Regions from separate parts of the Mus musculus genome. Here region 1 is linked to region 2. The links are chromatin contacts, called in public targeted proximity ligation maps. All regions are on one chromosome and are shown on one strand. The core of a region is the stretch at or near the end of the contact, and the rest is flanking DNA. Distances in the headings are between cores, read along the strand shown. Region 1 has its middle 6.1 kb from the start of Gm36913. Region 2 has its middle 13 kb from the start of Scgb1a1.

Region 1 (5,605 bases), core at 830-3,329, 880 kb before region 2:
CAGAGCTGGTGGAAGATATCAGGGTTGAGACAGAACTTAAAATGCCTCTGGAAACCTTCGTGTTTTCAAGTTACCATTGTTCCAAATAACAACGGTGCTGGGCACGATGGTATACAGCTTTAATCCAGAAGCAGGCTGAACTCTATGAGTCCCAGGCCAGCCTGGTCTTCATAGTGAGTCCCAGAACAGCCAGGACTACATAGAGAGACCCTGTATCAAAAACCCAACACTCAAAAGAATTACAATTAGGCAATACATTCTGTCTGTCTATCTATCTACTTGCTTATTTTGTTTCTTTGAGACAGGTTTCACCGTGTAGCCCTGGCTGTCCTGGAACTCATTTTGTAGATCAGGCTGGCCTCAAACTCAGAGATATGCTTACCTTTGCCTCTTGAGTGGATTAAGGGTGTGTGCCACCGTGCCAGGCCTCATTTTGGTTTCTTGAGACAAGGTTTTTTTTCTGTGTAGTCCTGGCTGGTCTGGAACTCTCTGTAGACCAGGTTGGTCTCAAATTTAGGGATCCACCTGCCTTTGCCTCCCAAGTGCAGGGATTATGTGCTAGGCACATAAGTTCTAACTCACCTGATTTAGAAATCCAGGGGAAATTCTGGGGCTGTAGGAAGGGAAAGAAAGGAACACCATTCCAGTCTGTTTCACTCCTTTCAACATCTGAGAAGCAGACATCCCAGCACAGCATCTGCTGTGAAAGTTGTGGCCACAAAGATGCATCTCTTTCACATACAGATTTTCTATGCTATAATAGCAGTAAACTAGATTTGTGGCCTTAGCTAGAGCCCCTCTCTTTCCCTGGACATAGTCTTATGTTTACAGTGAAGACATTTTGTCTTCCTGTATCTGGGATCTAGAATGTTACCTTATCCATTGGAACCTTATCTGTGCACCTCAGGACCACCCTGTGGGTTCATTTGGTTTTCTTAGAAACCCTTTCAAGAGAAGACATTTAGAACCAACCTAAATGCTATACGTGGCTATTGTAAAGACAGCAGGCTGTGTCTCTTAGATAAGCCACCCTGTGCTCTCTGCTGTGTCTTCTCTAGCTTTTCTCATTTTCTTTTAACACTTGTGTATTTAAAACATATTTTTAAAAAAATCTCTCTCCAGGCAGTGGTGGAACAATGAGTACCTTTAATCCCAGTATTAGGGAGGCAGAGGTAGACAGATCTCTGAGTTTAAGGCCAGCATGGACTACAGAGACCAGGACAGCCAGAGCTTCACAGAGAAACCCTCTTTCAAAACACACACACACACACACACACACACACACACACACACACACACCTCTTTTAATAAACCTGAACCGTCCTTTACAGTGTCTAGTTCTGAAATTCTTTTCTGCTGTGAAGCTAGGAATCTCGAGTTTGCCAGAGTGGTGTTCTCTGAGAAGAGCCCTGGGGTTGCTGCTGGTGACAGACTGCCCAGGAGAGGGAGGGAAGGCTACACATTACAGCAGCCCGAGGCCAAGTGAGTGGGGTTTCCAGAAGAAGCAAAACTTCAACTTCCTCACCAGCAGGGACACACAGACCAGGTAGGCAGAGCAGTAGTCATCTCTGCCTGCACTTCACAAGCTCCAGCTCTCCAGCCTCTGAGAGACCCATCCGCTCCCTCTTCTCTTCTCTCTGAGGTAGCTGTTAGCTACCTTAGGAGTCATCCCAGCGATGCCCAGGCGTGGACAGAAGGGTGTGGGGGCTAGGGTAGTTGTAGAATAAAGGAAAGGAGAAAAGAAACAGACAGAAAAAATTTCCCGGCAGAACTGTGGCCTTTGCTGTCTTGCTGTTCTCTGTTAGTATTGAGCAATAGCCCTGAATCAGGGCCAAGGCCGGTGCTCAACAGTGCCTCCAAACGAATCTGCTGGAAGAAGACTGTGTTTTTTCAGTGTTTTTCAGGCCCCTAAAAGGGCCTCCCTCTCTGCCCATCTCCCCCTCCCTCTCAAATTCTTCCCGCCCACAGGACCCAGCTCTTTCTGTCCCATGATGGGTGTAGAGGAAGTGGGATAGCTGCCTGCCAGCACTCCTCCCAGGCAGCTGGCTGCCCACTGTGGGTCATAGTGTACGGAAAGATCCCAGGGCAATGGTTCAGACACCAAATGGCAGCCCCGGGGCAGAGGGTTTTGCTCTTGCCTAAACCATACAGTGCTGCGCAGAGATTTTGTTTTTAGGATGGCTTATTGGTCTCTGACAAGAAGATATGGGGCTGCTAGCCCCTTTGGGGATAGTAACTTCCAGATAATTTTCAAGAGTCAGTTTTTAGGGGTGGGGAGATGGCTGAGTCAGTATGTACTTGCCGTGCTAGCATGAGGAGCTGAGTTAGATTAAGATCTCACATAAAAAGCTGGGTGTGGTAGCACATGTCACCCTAGAGACAGGAGGATCACTAGGACTTTCTGGGCAGCCAGCCTAGTTAGTTGGTATGATCCAGGTTCAGCAAGAGATGCAGTCTCAAAAATAAAACAAGTAAGGTGGAGGGCTGGGCATAATGACACCTATCTTTAATTTTAATTCTAGCATTTGAGTGGCAGAGGTAGAGAGTCCCAGGCCAATCATACACATACTAACATGCAAACACACTTACCCACCCCACAGACACATTTACGTTTAATGTTTATTTGACTTGGACAGTTGGTTGAATGAGCAGCCATTTGCACTATGGGCATAACTACTTTTTTCAAAGAGGTGGTCTGGGCAGAAGGATCCTAAGTTTGAGGCCAGAGTGGGTTGCATAAGTGGTTCAAGGCCAGCCTAAACTACCTAGTGAGATCTTACCTCAAAGCAAACAAAAACAAAGAACCCTCAACGAGCTAGAGAAAGTACCCAAGGAGCTAAAGGGATCTGCAACCCTATAGGTGGAACAACATTATGAACTAACCAGTACCCCGGAGCTCTTGACTCTAGCTGCATATGTATCAAAAGATGGCCTAGTCAGCCATCACTGGAAAGAGAGGCCCATCGGACTTGCAAACTTTATATGCCCCAGAACAGGGGAACGCCAGGGCCAAAAAGGGGGAGTGGGTGGGTAGGGGAGTGGGGGTGGGTGGGTATGGGGGACTTTTGGTATAGCATTGGAAATGTAAATGAGCTAAATACCTAATAAAAAATGGAAAAAAAAAACCCTCAACAATGAAAACTCAATCGAAAAATGAGCATAGGGCTTGAACACAGACCTCTCAAGACTCTAGAGTCTGGAGAACACGCATAAACTATCAGCTCTATTTTTTAACCTTTCTTGTTGCTATGGCAAAAGCAACCTGAGAAAAGGACAGTTACTCAGCTTGTGGTTTAAGAGGCCATAGACTGTCATGAGGGGCATAACAGACTTCACATGCAGCTGGGACCCCACACCTCTGGGCCATGCAGACAGCAAGACATGTTGACTCTTGACGCTTCATCTCCCCTCCTGTTCAGACCAGGCCCCTAGTCTAAGGACAGAACTGTGACACCTTCCACCTGTTCACACTATCCTCACCCAGGTGACTTCTGTCTCCGCTGATGGCAACCTCCAGGGACTGCTAGTGAGAAGTGTTTTGTTGAGTCCTGATTCCCAGAGATAGAAAACAGGAAACTGATGATGCAACCCACCAGATTACACATTAGAGTCCTGGACCACCTCTCAAAGGGTAGCAGGAAGTTACAGAGTAAACGCTGTCTGGGGAAAACAAATGTCTATTCATCCCAAAACGGGCTCCAACAAAGACCAAAGAAGCTATTCCACCAGTCCTGGTTAATTTTTGTCCCCTTGGCACAGCTTGAATCATCCGGATAGAGGGAACCTCAGTTGAGAAAATGGCTCTATCCCACTGTCCTGAAGGCAAGCTTGTGGGGCATTCTCTTGATTTATGATTGATGTGAGAGAACCCGGCCCACTGTGGGTGGTATCATCCCTGGACAGGTGGTCCTTGGTTCTATAAAAAAATCAGGCTGAGCAAACCGTTGGGAGCTAGCCAATAGCAGTGTTTCTCTACTGTCTTTGTTTCAGTTCCTGCTTTCAGGTTCCTGCCTTGAGTTCAGACTCTGACTTCCTTCCTGATGACGTGGGAGTCAAATAAAAGTCTGTCCTCCCTAAGTTTCTTTTGGTCATGGAGTTTCTTTGCAGCAATAATAGCTTAAGACACTACTCAAGCCCAGCTTTGTGAGTCAGTGAGTTTAGTAAAGGTTAATTGCAGGATTATGAGTGAGGGGTTACTTTACAGGGGCATGGGCAACTTATAAGTGGCTAAATCGTTAAATAAAATGTCTTGCATCACCAGTAACTGTTATATATTCTCAGGGAGGGGCAGGGTGTTGGCTTGTACCCTTGGCTGTCTATACATCCTTGAGGTGTTTGGCTTTAGGAGCCCCTCTATCATTCATGATGGAAAGTTAATGGGCCCAATCTTGTTTTGCATCCTATATGTAGCCTAGCTGCAGAGAATTCAAGAGATCAGTGGCCATATCCTTCCCTGGGGATAGTATTTCAAAGCAGTTGTCACTCACACGGGAATGTAGAAGGTAAGAGGTCTTGTGCACAGGGAAGCATTAGAGAAGCCAGGAAACTGAAACATGCATGTGTGAGACCCCGACTTAGAGCGTTTCTCCCTGGAAGGTAAAGCCCCTGGACGTTCCCCAAGCTTGTTTTCCCTTTAAAAATACAGCTAGAAAGAAGCTCTTTGTTCTCTATAGCCAGCAAAAAGCCTTTTTGTTTCTATACTGTACAACCAGAGATGCCTGCCTTCCTGTGCCGAGGACCCGGAGATAAAAATTCAGAAAGAACTCACTCCCCACTCCTGCCTTGTAAATTTCACCAAGGACACCTGGATGAGAAGAACTCTTCCCAACTCCTCCCAACTCTCCTCCCAACTCCTCAGCTAGCTGTTAAAAGCCCCCTACTGTCACCGCTCTCTGGGGGGGGGGGTCAAACTCCCCTGACTTGCACAGCAGAGGGACTTCGTCCTCAGCTAGCTGATAATAAAACCTCCTGCAGTTTGCATCAGGTGTGGTTTTCTCTTGAGATGTTGGGGTGTTGGCCAGCTCATCCCGGGACTTGAGCAGAGGCCCAGCATGGGGGGGGGGGGGTTCCTTACACATGCTTGTCTCTTCAACAAAAGGAGGTGTTTGCCTGTTTTCTCCCAGAATGCTGACTGGGAAAGGAGGTAGTTTACAACCTGGTGATTTTTTTTTTTTTTTTTTTTGCTATCTGTAGGACCAAGCTTCACCTGAATTCCCCAGAAAATTGTTTATCCCAGACTTTTCCCTTGTAGATCTTGAATGTAGCTTCTTAGTCCGTAAAACCCATCTTTATGAGAGATATTACTTACATTTACAACAGCCCAAGTGATTTCTATGTTGTCTTAGGGCCAGGACAATCCTGACTGCCACAGACATTATGTTTACCTCAGTCATTCTCCCTAGACCCTTGTCTTGACCATTATTTCCAAGTTAACAGAATCCATATTTATGAAAGATGAAAGAACGAGTTTTAATGTAAACACATCTTAAGCTCTTTTGAACAGGCAGGACTGAGTTAATTGCCATCAGGGAACTTTTTTTTTTTTTTTTTTTCCAAATTGTTGTTTTTTTCTTTTCCTGGTATTTTGAGACAGGGTTTCTCTGTG
Region 2 (5,339 bases), core at 2,277-4,776:
TGACCCAACATGTAAACCAGTATGCTTAGGAATTCAGACGCAGCGCAGACAGCTAGGTATAAGCAAAATTCCAGAGAGCTTGGCATGCATCAAGCCCTGTGGGCCCACCTTCCTCTTTCTAATGAAGATGAAATCAGGTCACGGAGCCAGGTTCTTCCTAAACTACAAATCGTTCTGAAATGTATTCATTACATGCCTGGTAAGTTTTGAGCCTTGATTATTTTTTTCTTTGTGGATGTATGTTAAATATTAACCAGATATTTTTTTTAAAGATCCTTGAATGCCTGCCATCAGTGTACAGAATTTCAGACTGTACTCCAGGGCACCACCAGTGTCAGGATGGGTTGGTCTAGAGCAACATAATGACTGATGGCTGAAGTTCTATTCTACCTGCTTCAGATTAGTCAGGAGAAAGAGAAGGGAGTGAGGGAGAGAGAGAGAGAGAGAGAGAGAGAGAGAGAGAGAGAGAGAGAGAGAGAGAGAGAGAGAGAAAAGAGGAAACAAAAAAAAGAGAGAGACATGTGGAAATTCTGCCTGGCTCCTCAGTCATGTGGACAAGCTGTCATGTGCTGCCTCTGAAAACTGAAGAAAATGTGACAAGAACGTTGTATGGTGATGACCAACCCTCCCAGGAATGTGAGCAAGCCAAGGAAGGAAACAGAACAGACCCCTATTGAGCCAAAAGGGTGTGGTGGTACATACCTATAATCCCGGCACTCCCTAAACTGAGGCAGGAGGATTGTAAATTTGAAGCCAGCTTGAGTTTCATTATTTTGAGACCATCTCAAAATACAAATAAGTACGCAAAACCCATCATGGTGATCACAGAACAAACAATGCATGACAAAAGTTTATTGGGTAGGTAAGAAGAGAGTCGCCTATACCCACAGCTGCCAAAGCCCACCCTAGATACGAAAATAAGCCCACATCCCATCCCTTGCAAGCAAAGAAAGGGCCCGTCAAACTTCTGCCACAGCCTCTATCCAGAAGCGGCTGTAGCTACAACTGTGTTTGCTCCAAAAAGCCACCTCAAAGAAGGCATCCCTTTAACTGCAGGTGTTTGTTTCCTTTGGCATGGCAAGATGTGATTTCCCATTTTTAGAACAATGCTCCAAAGAACAATCACAAAAACAACCTCCAGTGGGGGCAGTTTTCTTCCTGGCCACTGCTACAGCCCTGTAAAACAACAACAGAGATATTTTATTATATTATTATTATTCCAAACACTATTCGCATCTTTCCATCCTGTTCAGTCTACGTGAGCTGGAAAAGGCCTCCTCACCACCCCAGCCCAGCAGAACCTTGAAACAGTAGAAACCTGCGCCTAGTAGAAAGCATTGGAAATTCCTATTGTTCGTCATGTTTGGGTTTGGACGTACCTCCTTGTGTGGTTTCCATTCAGTAAAGACTGAATGGAAGCTGTAAGAAGTCAGTATGTGTCCTTTGGGTGCCCTGTACAAGCCCAAGACCAGAAGAGAACAATGTGTTCTAGAGAACATCCAAATAGCAGATGAAGGTGAGGAGCCAGGAAGAGAGCAGCCACCTCTAGCCTTAGCCATTAAGAAATCACATTCAGGGCTGGAGAGCCAGCTCAGAAGCTAAACCTGCTTCTTGCTCTTTCAGAGGATCTGAACTGGGCTCCTAGCATCCAAGTCAGGCCATTCACAACTGCCTGTCACTCCAGGTTAGGGAGCTCCAACACCTTCTTCTGGCCTGTACAGGCACTCACACCCACTGGACACTGAACCCAGGGCATTGCACACACTACTCATGCACTCTACCATTGAGCTACCTCCCCATCCCTTTGTAGATAAGGTCTCATTCACTAAGTTGCCTGGGCTAGCCTCCAATTTCAAGCCTCGTCTCTCAGGCCTCCTGAGTAGCTGGAGTTACAGGCACAATATAGTTCTTATTTCTCTTCATCTTCTTTTATCTGACTCTAGCAATAACAACTGGATTGTCATTTTAGTGAAAAGCAAGAGAAAGCGTGACTGCCTCATGATAGAGCTCATAGGGAAGTGATTGCCTGAGTCACTGGACCACCCAGTGTGTTATCCTCATACTGTCATGTGACATTAACAGCCACCCCTTCAAAATTCCAGAGGAAGGGTCCCTCACAGGGTGTGGCTCTTTCATAGTGAATCAGGAGATTGGGGGAGGGTGTGCCATCAATCTCTTTGTGTGGTCAGATTTCTGTTACTATAATGAAATAACAGGATGATTCTTTTATAAGGAGAAACACTTATCTGAAACCATGTGTTTTGGAGAAGATAATCCAAGATCTGACACACCCCATTCCATTGGGCCTTTGATGAAGCCAGGTGGCTGTTATAGAACTTGGGATTCATAGCCTGTCTGTGTCAGGTACAGCCACCGATCCCCAATAAGCCAATTGAAAGAGTCAAATTAAAAGTGGAAAGCAGAGAATGGCGATCATTCCATGTGGCCACACTGGGAAGGACAGAGAGATCCAGCCACCTCTGCTTCCAACCCTATCTTCAGAGTCTAAAAGTGAGATCAAAGTTTAGATAGAGGGCCAAAGACAAGCACAGCTAAGCAGTTCCTGTCAAGTTGTGAGCCCGCCCACCAAGAACCCATCTTTATTTGGGTTTTAGTCTCTTCCTGACAAGCTGTTAGGACTGAGTGAAATCTCTTTCTGGAAGACAAGCTCCGGCTCTGGCTGGTGGAACCTTTTCCTCTGCCCATCTAGAGAATTCCAGGAAATTCCCATTTCTTTGGAGCCCACTATTTCAGTAGTTTGAGAGTTAGATTGAGTGATACCTTAGAACAGCTTCATTTCTGCCAGGCCAGTTACAACTACAGGAGAATGAAGCAGAACAGTTCACCCCGTGGCCAGGAAGCAGAGAAAGAGGTAGTAGCTGAGGTCCCCCGATCTTTTCAAAGGGCACACCCCTAATAACCTCCCAATGGCACCCTGGGGAACAAGCCTTAAACACGTAAACCTTGTCTCAGGGAGCATTCAGCATCCAAACTGTAGCACTTCTCAGCGCTGGTTTATACTGAGGTCAGCAGCTTAAAATCTATTCACCCAAGCTGTAAGCACATTGCCGACACATCCATCCTGTGCCAGCAGCTCCTAGTCTCTCCCTTTTAAACACTGGCCACACATCCATCTTCTTCCTCTTTCATTCTTGTTCTTTCACTGCCATTTATCCACTACCTATAGAGCATTTACACACCCGTCTTTCAAGTCCTTCCACCTCCTCTGTCTCTCCTTCTCTAAACAGTGTCTTTCAACCTCAATGCCACTGAGTTCCTGGGCTGGATCACTCTCTGTTGGGCTAGATCACTCTGTTTTGAGCTAGAGCTATAGATAGAACGTACATACATTCTCCCTCCTCTTCTGTCAATCAAAAGGCCTGCGGGGAAAGTGAGGAAGTGTCTAGGAAGCAGGATCATCACTTTTTCAAACGTAAAGGGGCCTGAGATACGATCTAATACAACCCCCTCATTTTGCAGATGAGGAGACATCCTGGGAGGGGGAGGAAGAGGATGTGTCAGGGCCAAAAATGTGGGTGAACAACAGCCAGGCTAAACAGGAAGACGAAATTCCAGGCCTTGCAGCAGGATTTCCAGGCCCTTGCGGGAGGGGGGGGGGCAGGGATTGCTTTCCACAGCTTCTCTCTCTCTCCAAAACTTTCTCCCATTCCAGAAACCAGAGCGAGCAAGATCTGACAAGCCCCCAGCCCAAGAGTGCCAATGTCCATGCCTGCATCTCGGTGCCTGAGCTTCTTTTAGTGGACAAAGATGACCGCCGATCGCATCCAGAATATCTCATGATGACTCATACTGTGGTCACATCTCAGTGCAACCCTGTAATCATGACTAAAAGGATAGCCATGCCCTCTGACCACACCTGTCCCCACTGAAGACAATAGAGAACAAGAGATCCGGGAGGCAGCCTGGAATCAATGCCTGCACTGGCCTTTTCTCCACTAAGGGTTACAAGCCTGCCAGGGAAGCACGATACCACCTGAGTTACAGCTCCAGCTAAAAATCACTTTTAATTAAACTTAAAGGTTTTAAAAGTTAATCAGGAAAGTTGGGCATGGCAGGGCATACTGGTAACCATAGTACTTGGGAGGCCAAAGCAGGATGGTCACAGGTTCTGTACCAGCCTGGGATGCGTACTAAACAAATGGGCTGGCAAGATGGCCCAGCAGGTAAGGGCACTTGCCACCAAGCTTGACAACCTGTCATTGATCTTCAGAACTGACAAATGTAGGAGAGAAGTGAGTCCCAAAAGTTTTCCTCTAACTTCCACATGAGGGCAGTGACACATGAACACACACATACATGTATACATGAACAAATAAACAGAATAAATAATAAATAAATAAATAAATAAATAAATAAATAAATAAATAAATCTTCAATATAAACACCAGATAATATGAAACAAATGGTAAGAATATCACACTTCAGTGATATACATGTCAAAAATCCTGCTCACCTTCCCACGTCTATTATTATTATTATTATTTTCCCCCTTCCCTTCTCCATCTTGCTCCAGCCTCTCCCTCCCACCCCCTGCTCGCTCTGGCCCTGCTCACTCTAGCCCATAAGTTTTGTTTGTTTGTTTGTTTCTCATTATGGATGGTTGTGAGCCACCATGTGATTGCTGGGATTTGAACTCATGACCTCTGGAAGAGTTGTCAGTGCTCTTAACCGCTGAGCCATCTCACCAGCCCTCTTTTACTATTTTATCTAATTTTTTGAGACATGGCCTTGTGCTAGGGAAATGGCTCAGCCATTAAAGTCTAGGCTCACAACCAAAAATATAAGAGACATGGTCTTACTGGGTAGCCTCAAGTATCCTTAGAATTCACTATATAACACTATCTAACATTGAATTCATGAATGAGCCTTCTGCTTAAGCCTCCTGTATAACATAAGCTATACATCTAAATATTGTCACATTGTCATATCTTTTACTTTAAAAAAATGTGTGTGTGTGTGTGTGTGTAAGCTAGAAGAATACACTGGCCAGGCAGTGGTGGCGCACACCTTTAATCCCAGCACTTGGGAGGCAGAGGCAGGCAGATTTCTGAGTTCAAGGCCAGCCTGGTCTACAGAATGAGTTCCCAGACAGCCAGGGCTATACAGAGAAACCCCATCTCAAAAAAACAAAGCAAAAACAAAACAAAACAAAAAAAGAGTACACTGGATCCCCTGGAGCTAGAGTTCCAAGTAGTTGTGATTCATCTCATGTGGATGCTGAGACTCAGGGTCCCCTGGAAGAGCAGCCAGAATTCTTAACCACTGAGAAATCTGTCCAGGTCCCCTCCTCTGAATGTTGTTGTATCTTAAAAATGACT

The links.
Region 1: a contact with region 2 is called in a targeted proximity ligation map of bone marrow-derived macrophages, with 8 times the contacts expected there. A contact is called at or near these places in 4 of 130 datasets of targeted methods (bone marrow-derived dendritic cells, bone marrow-derived macrophages, extraembryonic endoderm stem cells and 1 more).

The regions. Positions count from the first base shown.
Region 1 is chr19:9,950,970-9,956,574 of GRCm38.p6, reverse strand. No RefSeq gene overlaps it. Among named protein-coding and RNA genes, the nearest start is that of Gm36913, 6.1 kb to the right of the region's middle.
Region 2 is chr19:9,072,413-9,077,751 of GRCm38.p6, reverse strand. It overlaps a transcript of Ahnak not described here. Among named protein-coding and RNA genes, the nearest start is that of Scgb1a1, 13 kb to the left of the region's middle.